Linked DNA regions of Gossypium hirsutum: region 1 is linked to region 2. A link is a contact called in public Hi-C data. All regions are on one chromosome and are shown on one strand. The core of a region is the stretch at or near the end of the contact, and the rest is flanking DNA. Distances in the headings are between cores, read along the strand shown.

The links. Hi-C and Micro-C count contacts between places; a contact is called where the count stands out from the background.
Region 1: a contact with region 2 is called in a Hi-C map of leaf, with 2.9 times the contacts expected there. The contact joins the enhancer-like site here to the promoter of LOC107900264 in region 2. A contact is called at or near these places in 5 of 34 Hi-C or Micro-C datasets (hypocotyl, leaf and petal).

The regions. Positions count from the first base shown.
Region 1 is chrA11:65,272,308-65,279,931 of Gossypium_hirsutum_v2.1, reverse strand. No RefSeq gene overlaps it. Among protein-coding and RNA genes, the nearest start is that of LOC107900296, 27 kb to the right of the region's middle. Within about 2 kb of position 3,426, at least 2 of the 9 cell types and tissues checked have an H3K27ac peak or open chromatin away from gene starts, as enhancers often do. A contact at or near this core is called in leaf, where this site is marked.
Region 2 is chrA11:65,199,344-65,205,927 of Gossypium_hirsutum_v2.1, reverse strand. LOC107900264 (metal transporter Nramp3) reads left to right here and starts at 2,059. Exons shown (of 4, transcript XM_016825940.2): 1 at 2,059-2,703; 2 at 2,981-3,117; 3 at 3,216-3,868; 4 at 4,270-4,816. The coding sequence starts at 2,174. The coding sequence ends at 4,488. It overlaps LOC107905818 (a long non-coding RNA gene), which reads right to left and starts at 1,191. Exons shown (of 2, transcript XR_001686610.1): 1 at 1,028-1,191. LOC107900253 (aspartic proteinase 36) reads left to right here and starts at 5,917. Exons shown (of 12, transcript XM_016825931.2): 1 at 5,917-6,324; 2 at 6,425-6,545. The coding sequence starts at 6,059.

The DNA of each region.
Region 1 (7,624 bases), core at 2,177-4,676, 73 kb before region 2:
TCAACTAATCCCCATTTAGCTTTAGTCCAGTCATCGTTCTGATCGAGAATTGTGATAAATGAATCCGCACTAAAATCTTGCAATACTGTATTCATTATCTCTCTGGGATATGAGAGACTCACATTTTTCCCTCAAAGTTAATCCAATTTCAACTCAAAATGCATGTTGGGAGGAAGTTGTTTTGGCGTACAGTTGGGAAAGCGAGTCGGTCGTCTACTGTATCCGAGTTTCCACAAATAAATTGGCATGTTCAGTTGGAAAAAGCTAGTTGGATTCCGTCAAGGGAGATAGTGATTGAATTTAAATGACCCACGCAGTTGAGACCATTTATTTGAGTTGGGTTGCTCTAGATCACAAGGCTGTTGAGATATTAAATTGAGGACGCGTGTTACGTGGTTAGATAACAGGTAAGAATTGGTTCGTAGATCATACCAGAACCATCTACAAAAGAAAGAGTTAACGGTTGAGGCGTCCGTGATATAACCAACTTATTGTTTGGAAGGAAAAATCCACTTTCAAGGATCGATTCGAGTTGGAAGTGTATCGAGGCTAAAACTAAACATTCACATATTTGATTTACTAATTTAATTTAAATTTCTTAATTTTATTTTACAATTATCATTCCATTATTAATACATTCTATTCATTTTTATTTTTATTTTTCTTTACTGACTAAAATCCCTTTTTATTTATTTTTTCAATACAAGTCGCAGGAACGACAGCTGCCTAGACTCAGAAAATTGGTCATGTAAATGTGAAAATTAAGAGTCTCAGTCCCTATGAGATCAACCCTACCCCTTATACTACTATTTAATTCAGTTAGAGGGTAAGAATTTTATATTTGATGGTTTCGACACTCATCAATTATTGATTAAATCTATGCTGAAATTTTTGGTAAATATTTAGATTGAATTTGAAATGATAGAGATTTTGGTGAAATTCTGTAAATTTTCTACTTTGTAAAGCTTATTACTACACTTTTTTCTAGTAATCTCCACTTGCTTTGCTTTAATGGCAGAAGAAGCAAATCTAGAAACAAATTTGATAGAAGATATTAAAAAAACACAAATAAGAAAAAGTAGAGAACCCAGAAAAAATAATATCAAAATTGCTTTTATCTTCATGATTATAATGAACTTACTTGGTTTTTCTTTTCTATCTTGAAGAGTGGTGAGACAAACAGACTCTTAAAAATAGAAAAGGCTTTAACTTCCCTCTTCTGATGTGGGTACTTATCGGAGGAGATGACGAGAGATCAAATTAATGCCGGAGAGAGGTATCGTGAAAATTTTGGAGGAATGTAGAATGACTTACCAAAAATTTGGGAGTAAGACGTTTTATGGAAATTGCACCTTATTTTGCATTGACCACCAACATTGAACTATAAATTTTATTCCAGAGAATAAGCACAAAATATATAACATAGAAAAGTCTTCTACTATAGCCAATTTTGTTTCAAGAAAATTGCATCTTAAAAGAAGGAAGGTGTACAGCAATTTACAAGATAAAAATTAAAAATAATTGTTGGGGTGTGTTAAATGAGGGTTAAGAAATAAATTTTGATCAAAAAGTATTTTTGGTAAAAATTAAAAGTTGATAAAAAAATACTTATGTGGTTGGTTAAATAAGTACTTTTAAAAAGCTTTTTTGATTCATAGTTAACTGTTTAGCATTGTTTATTATTTTAAAGTGTTTTTCATGATCTTATTTTATTTTTCTTTTATCAAATACTAGAATTAATTTTGTTAGTATGTTAAAGAGTAAAATTTTCTTTAAAATGAACTAAAGAATAAAATATTAATGTCAAAACTAACAATCCTTTCAGTTTTCAAAAGAGAAAAAGGAAATGGTTATTAGGCTCTGCCAAATTTCTTTATGGTGTGGGCTAAAATGCAAACTAAAATTTTGGGCTTTGCTCCAAACTCAAAAGTACATTTATCATGAATCTATCATCTTTCATTAACGTTATCAATAATAAAGTGGGCTCATAGTGGAACTCAATTGTTCAACTTGTACTTCCAAGAAGGAATTACGAAAATACTTTTACTTGTTGGAGGGATAAAAAGGAAAGCCTTCTAAATTACTGATCAAATAACATTCAGTGCAGGAAATCATACTAGCTGTCAATTTTAAACACATGATGTCAATCTTAACCTACTTACCTATATGAGTAGGTATCCGATAAGAATAAAATCCAAGGCAAGCCCTTTGGATTACTTAATTAGCAAAGAATCTGAAAACAGATTGCCAGTTTGACTGGCAAAACAAAACTAATCAACCTAGAAAGCATCTTTCCATGGCAAGCATGTGATGTTAATCAGAGGGCAAATTGTCTGTTATTATTACAAGTCTATAAACCTAAACCTACAACCGTCCTTCATAGATGATTTGACTTGGAATTCCGCTCAACGTTTATAATATGCGATGAATTTTCTGTGATTTAAATCAATGTCGTATAAGGAAGGAGCAGAGATTCTTCTTATCGTCAAAACTGTCTCAACTTGAAATCCAGTATAAGATACCAATATATATAATAGCTGTTATAGATATCAAGGCCAAGGACCAAAAAGAACAAGCTGGTCAACACAGCATTTCCATTATTACAGACTATCCAAGGCGGAAAAACCTAAGGATCTATAGGTTAAACATGAATAGCTTTTTTGGTTAAACTGATTTTGTGATAGGGGTGTGGCTGATTGTTGACTCACCCCAGGACAATTGGATGAGTAGAGAGAGAGATATTGTAATCTAGCATAAATTAACCCTAGCCCGGGAATGAAATGATATATTAAGTTTTAGATAATATTATATATCAAAACATTGTCTAGGAACAGATTTAAATCTTTATTGATTAATTCAATAAAATCAATCCAAGATCTTGCTTACAATTTGGTCTCCACTCTCCAACAAAACCTGAAAATGTTGACAAAAATGTCGATATCTGACATGCTACGACTGATCTGCTTAAATGTGTCCATGTATACCGATATTTTATCCATGTCCTAGCTTCTAATAATTGTCATTATATCGTATGAGACGGTCTAGGTAAATACTAATTTAATTCAGAAATGTTTTGAAGAGAACAAATAATTAGTCAGAAGGAATGAAAGCGAAACCATATGAATCATATCATTGAAAAGGAAAATAATAAACCCATGGTTGTTTCAATGAAATAATCTCACGGAAATTAACAGAAAGCAACATTAAATTTCTTTGTATTTGAAAAATAAAATCGATTTATATGAGCCTCTTCTACCTACATACGTTTTCTTTTGAAAAATAACAATGTTGTCTCCGAATATCTCTGTGTGTTTTCTTTGTTTCTTTCTTCCCTTTGCACTTTCCTGGCAAGTCATGATCATCACAGGTATTGGACCACACTGAGAAGATCAAACAAGGAAAGAGAAAGCATGCATGCATACATACATACATGACAATCAAAATATCATGTTGTCAAAACCTCGTTCGCAAACAATATATATGAATTGAAGGACGAGCCGATAACGTTTTCCTTTTGTTGTTTTTCAGAACTATTTTGAGAAGCAATTAATGGAAGAACGGTACAGCCAAAATGCCAAATATATATATACATATATATATATGAAAATGTTTGGCCTTTTTTTTCTAAGTTTTTATGTTTCACGTTCGAAATAATTCCATATGTAAAGATAAAACAAGATTTTATATATAAATCCAAATAAAATAATGTTATATTATTAGTCTTCGCATAGATAAGGACTCTGGCCCTTTAATAATGGAAATTCATGTTATAGTCTCGCTGAAAATTATAAAATATATGATAAAATTGTATTTGGACAAAAAAATGATAAAATCTTAATTAAGTCTTAAAAAAATTTTAAATTATAAACTAATATAATTAATGATGAAATCAAAAAATTTTAATAATTCAATTTTGATTATTTTTTTTCAAATATTCAAAAATAAAAATTACTTTCTAATGCTAAAATAAATGAGTGGACATAGAAGTCTACAACTTCAAATTTAGTTTCCCACAATAGGTAAATTTTTTGTTCTTTATTTTTCTGTGTACAATGTATTTGGTTCATCCTTTCTTTTTGACGAAACATGGGGGGCTATATGTTGGACGATATCATTCTTGTTTTGTATTGGACGAATATAAATTATGAAGTGAACGTCTCAAATGCGAAATAATTTACTAGATTTCATCTTCTCCCATTCTCACATCAAAGTAGTAAGGGTGAGTATTCGATCGGTTCGAGTCGAATCGAATAAAAGGATTTTGAGTTAGTCGATTGACGAATCCTATTTTAGCAACTAAACTCAATTTGAATTTTTTTCAAATTGAATTGAGTCAAAAATTTTTGAATCAAGTAGAATCGAATTAACGAATATTATTATTTATACTTAATGTTATGTTCACATAAACGATAATTTAACCAGTAGACGAAGTACAAAATTATTTAACTACATAAATAATATAATGGTTTTGATTTTACTTAATAGTTAAATATTTATAAAAAAGAAGCAGTTTTGCTTTTTTATTTAAGAACAGGTAAATATTTATCAAAATGGCGTAGTTTTATTTTTTCTTATTCGGATTTTTGGATAACTCGAATTGTGTAATTCATATTCGAGTTAAATCAAAAATTTTGATTTATTTAATTCTAATAACTCAAACTATTTAATTTAAAATTTAAATTTTTTATCTAATTTTTCGAATCATATAGAATTTTACTCACGAAAATCATTATCCTTCAACCAATTATTCCAACCTCAAAAAACTCGTAATACACATACGCCGGCGTTGCTTTTGCAAATTTGAGAATGCAGTGAACCTGATCATGCGAAATTTCGTCGCGAACAACCTGTCAGATAGCCCTTCGAATAAATTGCTAAAACCACGTGAGACCACCTTCGTCACCAAAAAGTCTTTCCAGCTCTGGTCGGTACTTCAATTCAGAGCCTCTAATCAATGTCATTCGGTGGCTAAAGGTTCCTATTGTTGGGCTAAAGTTGTTTTGAGAGATTACAACCCATTTCGTCAATATATAATTTATATTCTAGGTTTGATATTAGTTACTAATCTTGCAATGTTAATTTAACAATTAGAAGTCGAAAATTAAAAATTTTATCATAAGTGTATGCATATAAAAATTAAAAATGTTTTTAAAAATAACATATAATAAATGATAAAATATATGGTTTTAAAATTAATTAATTATAATAACATATAGATTTATACAATATTGAAATAAAGTTTTGATTTAGTGGTAAATTTTGAAGTTTTATTAATGTATTAAGAGTGGGTTCAAATCCAGTCACATATAAAATTTTTATTTATTTTTTAAAAAAATAAAAAGACTAAAATACATTTGAATAATGTAACTTATTTTAATTACGAAAAAATATTTTTATAATTTTTTTAACCAAATTAATCCGGTGAATTCGTGACACCAACTCAATTAAAAAATTCATAAGATTTTCCAGCTTTATATGATCGTTTATGTTCACAATATATGTAGCATGACCAATCTTGCTTGCTAACCCTAGTTTTAGTAACGTTTCAAATAATTTTAAAATAAATTAATCACTACAATGTTGATGGAAGGAGAATGGAGATAAAAGGATTTAAATTCTATTAAATAAAAGTTTTAATCATTAATCCAAATAAGTAATTGTAGTTTTCTTTATAAATGTATAAGAAAACTAATGGTCAGTAGCTATGAGTTTATATTTTATTTATTGTAAGTATAAGAATGTATTTATTATAGATAAATCCATAATACATCTTCTGGGTGACATTGTTTGTATAATATAGGTTTTGATAATCATTTCATGAAAATTGTAAGGTTGTCGAGACTTACAAAAACAGAATTTACTTAAAAATATTAATTAATAGAAGCAATAAATAGGGTGTATCCTCGTAGATTAGTAATAACTTTATTTATTCAAGCAAAAATAACACAAGTAAATTAGAAGAGTGGTGTTATGAAATTAAAAAAAAAAACTAAAATTAAACTAAAACCAAATTTAGATTGAAAACTAAGATTGAAAAAAGCAACAAAGCTTTAGAAAATCAATGGGACAAAGCTCTAGCCAAAGATAAATCTCAATTTGATTTATGAATTCAATCATTGACTTAAAGATAACTTCAATGCCATTAGTAAATTAGTTCTAATTACCGACTCAATGCCAAACAGCTAATCTCTCCTTACATGTTCAGTAACCAAGAGGCAACTAATTTGAAATTACTTCCCTAACCAATAAATAACCTCACAACTCAACGTCTAAGATTTACCTTACTGATAGCATTGAGAACTAGATAAACCTAATTCTAACCAACAAACTCACCTCAACAGAGTTCATTTAAGCTAGATCACACATCCACACCACAAAACATAAACTATGACATAAATGAGTTATGTAGTTTGTCACTAATATTAGAATAAATTAAACAATTGTAGATTTCATTATCCTAATTGTCTCAACAACCATTCTAAGCTATTGAATATTGATCATCTATTCAATAAACCTTAGCAATTGTAATTAAAATAGAACATACATGAATATCAAAGAACAAAGAAGAATTAAAGCGCAAATTAAGTCTCACAAATTTATTAAATCAAACTTTGATAAAATCGTTGACTAGAAAAGGATGAGTTTAGCAAGCAATAACATCTAAAGAACACAAAGTAAACAAAATAGCTATTTGGTCTCTAAACTGCCAAAAGTCCTAACTCCCTCTCAAATTAGAGTATGTATAATATTTTTTCAATCCCAATTAGATTACAAAAGCTTGATTTAAGTCATAAAACTCATAAACAACCAAAACACCTTTGGGACATGATTAAAATGAGGAGTTTCATGCCAAGATGGGGTGACTCGACGTTGGAGTGCAGAAATGGGTGCAAGGGTGCGGGGCTTTTGGTGTTGGGTGATAAATGATAAAGGTAACGTGTTTTATTCTCTTTTTTAAAGTATTTTTAGATGATTATTTGATGTAATATTTTTAGATGATTATTTGATGTAAAATAGTGACTTTCATGCTCTTAATACTTTAAATTCATGTTCTTATATTTAAGAGATCATTTGGGAGCAAAATGAGCTAAAATCATTTTTTTTTATGTTTAGAAATTTCATGAATTAGTATTTTTATAATGGTATTGAAAGATGTATAATTATTAAATATTAAATAAACATAATTATATTTTTTTAAAAATTTTCAAAAATAATAGTGATAGATCTAAACGAGTTTAATCAACCATTTATTATTATAGATGAATTTGGATAAAATTTGAGATTCATATTTTAAGTTTGTCTCGCCTAAACACTTAAACATGGTATTAATACAATGCATACGGGATAAAAATCGTGCGCCTTTCTTTTTTCACCACCCATAATTTTTTTTGACACATGTTTAAATTCATATTTATATTTTTTTTTCTTCACTATAAGGTTTCAGCTGTCTTAAACTCGTCAAAACATATGGAAATTTATCCCGTAAATTTTGAAAGAAAAGAAAAAAAAAAGAAAAAGAGAGAAAGGAGGAAACTTTAAAATGATGAACCGGAAGTAAAAGAGACCAACAAGAATGGTGATAATCCTTCCCAACAGGAAATTGACATTGGAAGAAAAAATTAGC
Region 2 (6,584 bases), core at 810-3,309:
GTCCTCGGAAGAGGGTTTTGTCTCTCATGCTCTGTCGAGAGCCAGAGTGCCATGAGCAGCTGCCCTGAGAACCTGGTTCACAGAGCTGGGAACACTTCACCTATACGTGGACATACAGTCGCCCACTAAGAGGTAACTTGAGCGGCTCGCCCTTGGTGGAGTTTGAACCCAACTTATGGTATATAGGTCACTTATAGGGGTATATGGTACTACTTGAGCTAGCTACCACTATTTAAATCCCTATCACGTAATATTAAGCCATAAATAAGAACATCTGACCTTGAAAGAGTAATGCAATCATCAACCAGAAATCAACATTACAACAATGCAAATAGCATTGAGTAGAATAAGAGGAAGTCTCATGTATTGGGTAGCATAAATAATAACTGTACGATTGATGCAGAACCAAGAGGATTTACATCAAAATTCTAAAAAATTTCACTAATGCTTCGACCAAACTCTTCTAAAATAAGTTGAACAACATCAAATGTCTTAACATATATAGAAAAAAACATGAGACAAAGAAACACATTTCTATTAAATTATGACACCCTCCCCTTATAGAGTTCTTTAATGAAGTAATTCAATAACTCATGCCATACAAAATAACCAGTTCGATCATCTGGATTTAACCTGTTCTATCATCTAAATAAGGATAAATGTGGTGTCACACTCTGTATAAATATGGCTTAGATTCAGTTCATTAATAATGATGGAATCATAATTGCAGAATTAGTGGATTCAGATGAAGATTGACAATGCATGCAACTGCAAATAAAATGCCAAATGCAGAATGCCTTCAGCAGAGGAAGTCTAGGTTGCTTCTACCATAATTAGTATATTATCTTATAGTATGTTGTATTTAAAAAAGGAAGATAAACCATAACAGTGCATAGATCCATGTTATACTGAATCTAAGCATAAAAGTCAATTTTCTAGGTACTAAAAATCCAGTAACTTGTCCATTCTGCTAAGTTCTTCATCTCTGCTGAATTCAACAAATATAATATGGCTTCATACAATTTACCTGGATATAATTAGCTCCAAATAAAGCACCATTTCCCATTTGAAACTGAGACCTGTAGTCTTTACCCTGTATAAGGAAAACAAAGATGTCGCAAGACAAAAACCAAGCTTGTATCCATGGCAGCAAACACCAATAATACAAACATACCAGTTCTATTATTTGGATTTAACTATAAAAATTAATTTATTAATCTCTTAAAAAAAATATAAAAATAACATAAAATCACAATTTTATATCATTTCTTCTCTAACTGTTTTCACTTTTATGGTTTGTAGATGATTGTAAAAAAAAAATTGTAACTTTTAAGCGTAACATATGACTAGAGGTGTGCATGGGCCGGGCCGGGTCGGGTTCGGGCCGGACCCATAAAAAATTTTCGGCCCATTTTCAAGGTCCGGACCCGGCTCGGGAAAAAATGATAGGCCCGAGCCCGGTACGGCCCGGCCCGGCCATATTAAATTTTTTTATTTTTTTATTAAATAAAAAAACTTTAAAATATAATAAATCAAATACATTTAAAACATAAAAACAAATATTAAAACAAAAAACAAATAAAAAATAAGACTAAAATAATTCTTAAAATAATACATAAATTAAAAATAAAATAAAAATTAATTATATTAAAATTGAAAAATTGAAACAAATTAAAATTAAATTAAGAACTAAATTATATTAATAACAAAAGTTTTACAATATTAAAATAACATTAAAAACAACAAAAAAGAGTAAAGTAAAATACTAAAGTTACTTAAAATTAAAAATAATTTTTTTAAAAATAATTTAATATTAAAATCAGGCTAGGCCGGGCCGAGCCCGGGCCAAAAAAATCTTACCTGAGGCCTGGCCCATTTTCTAAATAGGCCTCATTTTTTTGTCTAAGCCCATTTTTCGGGCCTATATTTTTTCCCAAACTCTCTCATTTTTCAAGTGGGCCTCCGGGCCAGGCCGGGCCTGACAAGAATAAGAATAGAAAATGAAAAGCCAAAAAGTGAAAATTCAATAATAATAATAATAAAAACACCAGCGAACAAGGGAGTGGAGAGTGGACTGGTAGTTTTTCCTTTCTTAAGCCAAGCTTCCTTGCAGTTGCAGAAACCAAAAACTAAAAGCAAAAGCAAAAGTAAAAGCAAAACCAATCATCTGTGGATGCTGCCGCACTCGAACATGTCACGGGAAGACAACCAGGTTCCATTACTATCCGACCAGGATGTTGCGTACGAGTCCGGCGAAAAAGTTCACATCCTCGGAATCAATGAACCGGACGAGGAAGGGTCATCGGTTGTCCCACCTTTTTCCTGGAAAAAGCTATGGCTTTTCACTGGACCTGGTTTTTTAATGTCAATCGCGTTTCTGGATCCTGGGAATTTAGAAGGGGACCTTCAAGCCGGAGCAATAGCCGGTTACTCCTTGCTGTGGCTGTTGATGTGGGCCACGGCTATGGGGTTGCTGGTTCAACTTTTGTCGGCTCGGCTTGGTGTGACGACGGGGAGACACTTGGCTGAGCTGTGTAGAGAAGAGTATCCGACTTGGGTTAGCATGGTTCTGTGGGTAATGGCAGAGCTGGCTTTGATTGGAGCTGATATACAAGAAGTTATTGGAAGTGCCATTGCTATTAAGATTTTGAGTAACGGTATTTTGCCTTTGTGGGCTGGCGTTGTTGTTACAGCTTCTGATTGGTCAGTTTTTTTGTTTTTTATGGGACTTTATGCTCATTGAAGTTTTTGTTTTTTTAAATCTGAATTTTCAAGGTTTGGTTTATTCCTTTAAAACTATGGTAGGTTGAATCAGTGTTTGTCTCTTAAAATATTATAGAAGCTAATACTAATCAACCATTAGTAAATTTAAGAGGAGGCTTGTTTGATGTTATAGTTGAGTCAAATCCTTTTAAAATCCCATGCCTAAGAGTGCGAAACAGCAGTATGCTAACCTGGTTCTTTCTTTTCCCTGTTGCAGTTTTATCTTGTTGTTTCTTGAAAATTATGGGGTTAGGAAGCTGGAAGCATTTTTTGCAGTCCTTATTGCAACTATGGCAGTCTCATTTGCTTGGATGTTTGGTGAAACAAAACCCACTGGCACTGAACTTCTTCTTGGTGAGGAGCTACGCTCCATTGGCAGTAGCGGTTGCTTTTTTGGTTACCTTTCTTTTCCTTCTCTCTATTTGTTAATAAAATTTATACCGTATTCTCAGGTGTTTTGATTCCGAAACTCAGCTCCAAAACCATCAAGCAGGCTGTGGGAGTCGTTGGCTGCATTATTATGCCTCACAACGTATTCTTGCACTCTGCTCTTGTGCAATCAAGAGAAATTGATTACAGCAAGAAGGGTCGGGTGCAAGAAGCTCTCAATTATTACTCAATAGAGTCCACTGTTGCACTTATAATTTCCTTTATAATCAATCTTTTCGTTATGAGTGTATTTGCCAAGGCATTCTATGGTACAGAAATAGCCAGTAGTATCGGCCTCGTGAATGCAGGGCAATATCTTCAAGAAAAATACGGAGGTGGATTATTCCCAATTTTATATATATGGAGTATTGGGTTGTTAGCAGCAGGACAAAGTAGCACTATCACCGGCACTTATGCTGGCCAGTTTATCATGGGAGGTTTCCTGAACCTGAGAATGAAAAAATGGCTAAGAGCATTAATCACAAGGAGTTGTGCAATTATTCCTACAATTGTAGTTGCTCTTGTTTTCGATACTTCTGACGCAGCACTAGATGTCTTAAATGAATGGCTTAATGTGCTTCAGTCAATTCAAATCCCTTTTGCTCTTATCCCACTACTTTGTCTGGTATCCAAGGAGCAAATCATGGGTACCTTCAAAATTGGCCCTGCACTCAAGGTATGCTGCTAATTTCACAGTATGCATCCGTATGCTTGCTGCCAATAGTAATTTTGTCTGTGTCATTGCATCGACTGTGGCGTGAGTTAATATTATTCTATTGGTAAAGTTTGATCAGTGGCTGTTTGTCGCAATGACCTAGAGATCATGATCGGCTCTTACTTAAGAACAACTCATTATCTCGATGATCTGGAGTTCTAGATTCAGTACAATTCCACTCTTGTAAATTGTTATATTGGGCTACTTGATGTTATACCTGGTGCCTGTACTGTTTCATTATGAAAACTATTGACTTGTGTTAGTTTATCAGTTCGACTCGCTTGTTGATAAAAATTTTCATCCCTGCACCAGTCACGAGAGTGCTATTTTATGCGGTTACACTTTCCCTCTCTCTTGTGCAGATAGTTGCATGGCTTGTGGCAGCGCTGGTGATAGTGATCAATGGGTACCTTTTACTTGACTTCTTCTCCTCCGAAGTCACTGGCGTAATCTTTACCACCGTTGTCTGTGCATTTACAGGAGCTTATCTTGCATTTATTGTTTACCTTGTTTATTGGGGATTTACTTTATCTGCTCGGCGCCAGATGTTACCTGCTAAACTGGCACAAGGCATGGAGTGATAGGTCTTAAGAGAAACTTGTCAAGCTAAGATATCAGAAACCATAGGGACACCATCAAACTGTCTTTCCACTGATGATTTTGTTTAGTTGAAGGCTTGAAGCATGTCTTTTTCGTGTATGCATCCGTATATGGGCTTTATGTACAGAGTTCATTTTAGTAGCTTACTTCTCGACATACTGTATCAAACAACACGGTCGTAGGTTTGGATAGTATCCTGCCGTATACAGGGATTGAAGATAGAGGCTGTAACAATGACATTCTTTTGAAACAGTTGAATGAGCTAAACTATGTATTATATACAAATGTATTAGAAAAATTTACGAGGAAGCTGCTATCGACTGTTTGCTAGTATATTGCATGGTTTACGAGGATGGTTGATGTCTTCCATTGAAACTTTCTTTGCCTTTATATTGTTAAATTGTTTTCTTGTTTCTTTATGAATTTATTTGTGTAATTAAGAACGTTCAGCTGAAGCTTGTAGCAATGCCATTGAACTACTAGTGACGTTTCTCAACCATGGCCCGCAGCATTGGGCAACATGTTAAACACACAAGTAATAGGTGTGCAATTATCCTTAAATTAGGATAAACTATATTAGTAGTGATCCAACTATTAATAAATTTTTTTGTCACCTAACTATGAAAAGTTATAAAATGGTTACTCAACTATTTAGTAAATCTCTTTTTGGATTACCCAACTATAAAAAGTTACAAAATAGTCACCCAATTATTCAACATTTAACCTTCAACATTTATAAATTATGTCAATTTAGTTTTGATTCTAAAAAAAGTTTAACCTTATCATTTATACATTATGTAAATTGGTTTTTTTTTTGTAGTTTTTCTTTCTATTTGTTTGTGACATGGAGAATTCATTTTAAAAGAATGAGAAAATATGAAAATTATTATCTTGAATTTTTGTATATTTTCAATCAAATTTAGCTGATAAATTTATTTTTTTTAGCTTTTTAGATGAAATAGTCACAAACAAAAGCGAAACTGTAAAAAAGACCAAAGTATACAATATATAAATGTTGAAAGTTAGATTTTGTTAGAATTAAGACTGAATTTACATGATATATAAATATAAGGGGTTAAAGGTTGCTATTATGCTAATATTAAAAATTGTTACAGTTAGTTTGTTGATAACCAAAAAAAGACAAAATTTAATAGTTGGGTGACCATTTTGTAATTTTTATAGTTGGATGACTAAAAAGGATATTTACTAATAGTTAAGTAACCAAAAATGAAATTTACTAATAGTTAGGTGACTACTAATGTAATTTACCCATAAAATTATTAAATACATCAAAATATGTAATTCACAAAAAAAAATAAAAAATAAAAAACGACAACGTTTGAGACTTATTCAAACGTCAATATTAATGTATTTTTAAAAAGTAGAATGCGGAAGTTGGTTAGAGAAGAAACAGAAAAATCCAAATATTCTAAATTTCAATTCCATTCAAACGCCTTAGTTCCAATTTTTGTTTTGTGTTTCATAATCATCGTCAGTTTTGGTGCGAAAGCTTATTTGTTATACACTCCACTGACTGGTCTCTCATCTGGCATGGCATGGCCACTCGTTAACCTCACCGTCACTTTCTTCTTCCTCATCTTTCTCCTCTTCCAATCATGCCTCTCCATATCACTGCCACTCCTCCTCCCTCCACCTCACCCCCGCGCTCGCCCCGCCATGGTCCTTCCTCTCTTTCCTTCTCCCAAGAATACCTCTACAACTTTTCCCGACTCTTCTCATCGCCTACTGAGATCCGATTCTAACTCTTCTCATCCCTACGCTCGCATGCGACTCTACGACAACCTCCTCAGCCGCGGGTACCCTGTTATTTCTTTTATTAGTAGTAGTCTTATTTTCTTTAAATCATATTTTTTCCTTTCTTAAAGGTAGATTTTCGATGATTTGAAATTTCTAAAGGTATTACTCTACGCGTCTATGGATCGGGACACCTCCGCAGAGATTTGCGCTTATAGTGGATACTGGAAGCACTGTCACTTACGTTCCTTGCGCTATGTGTGAAAAATGTGGTACACATCAGGTGATGTTAAAATTTCATTCATCGATATTAAAATGTTAG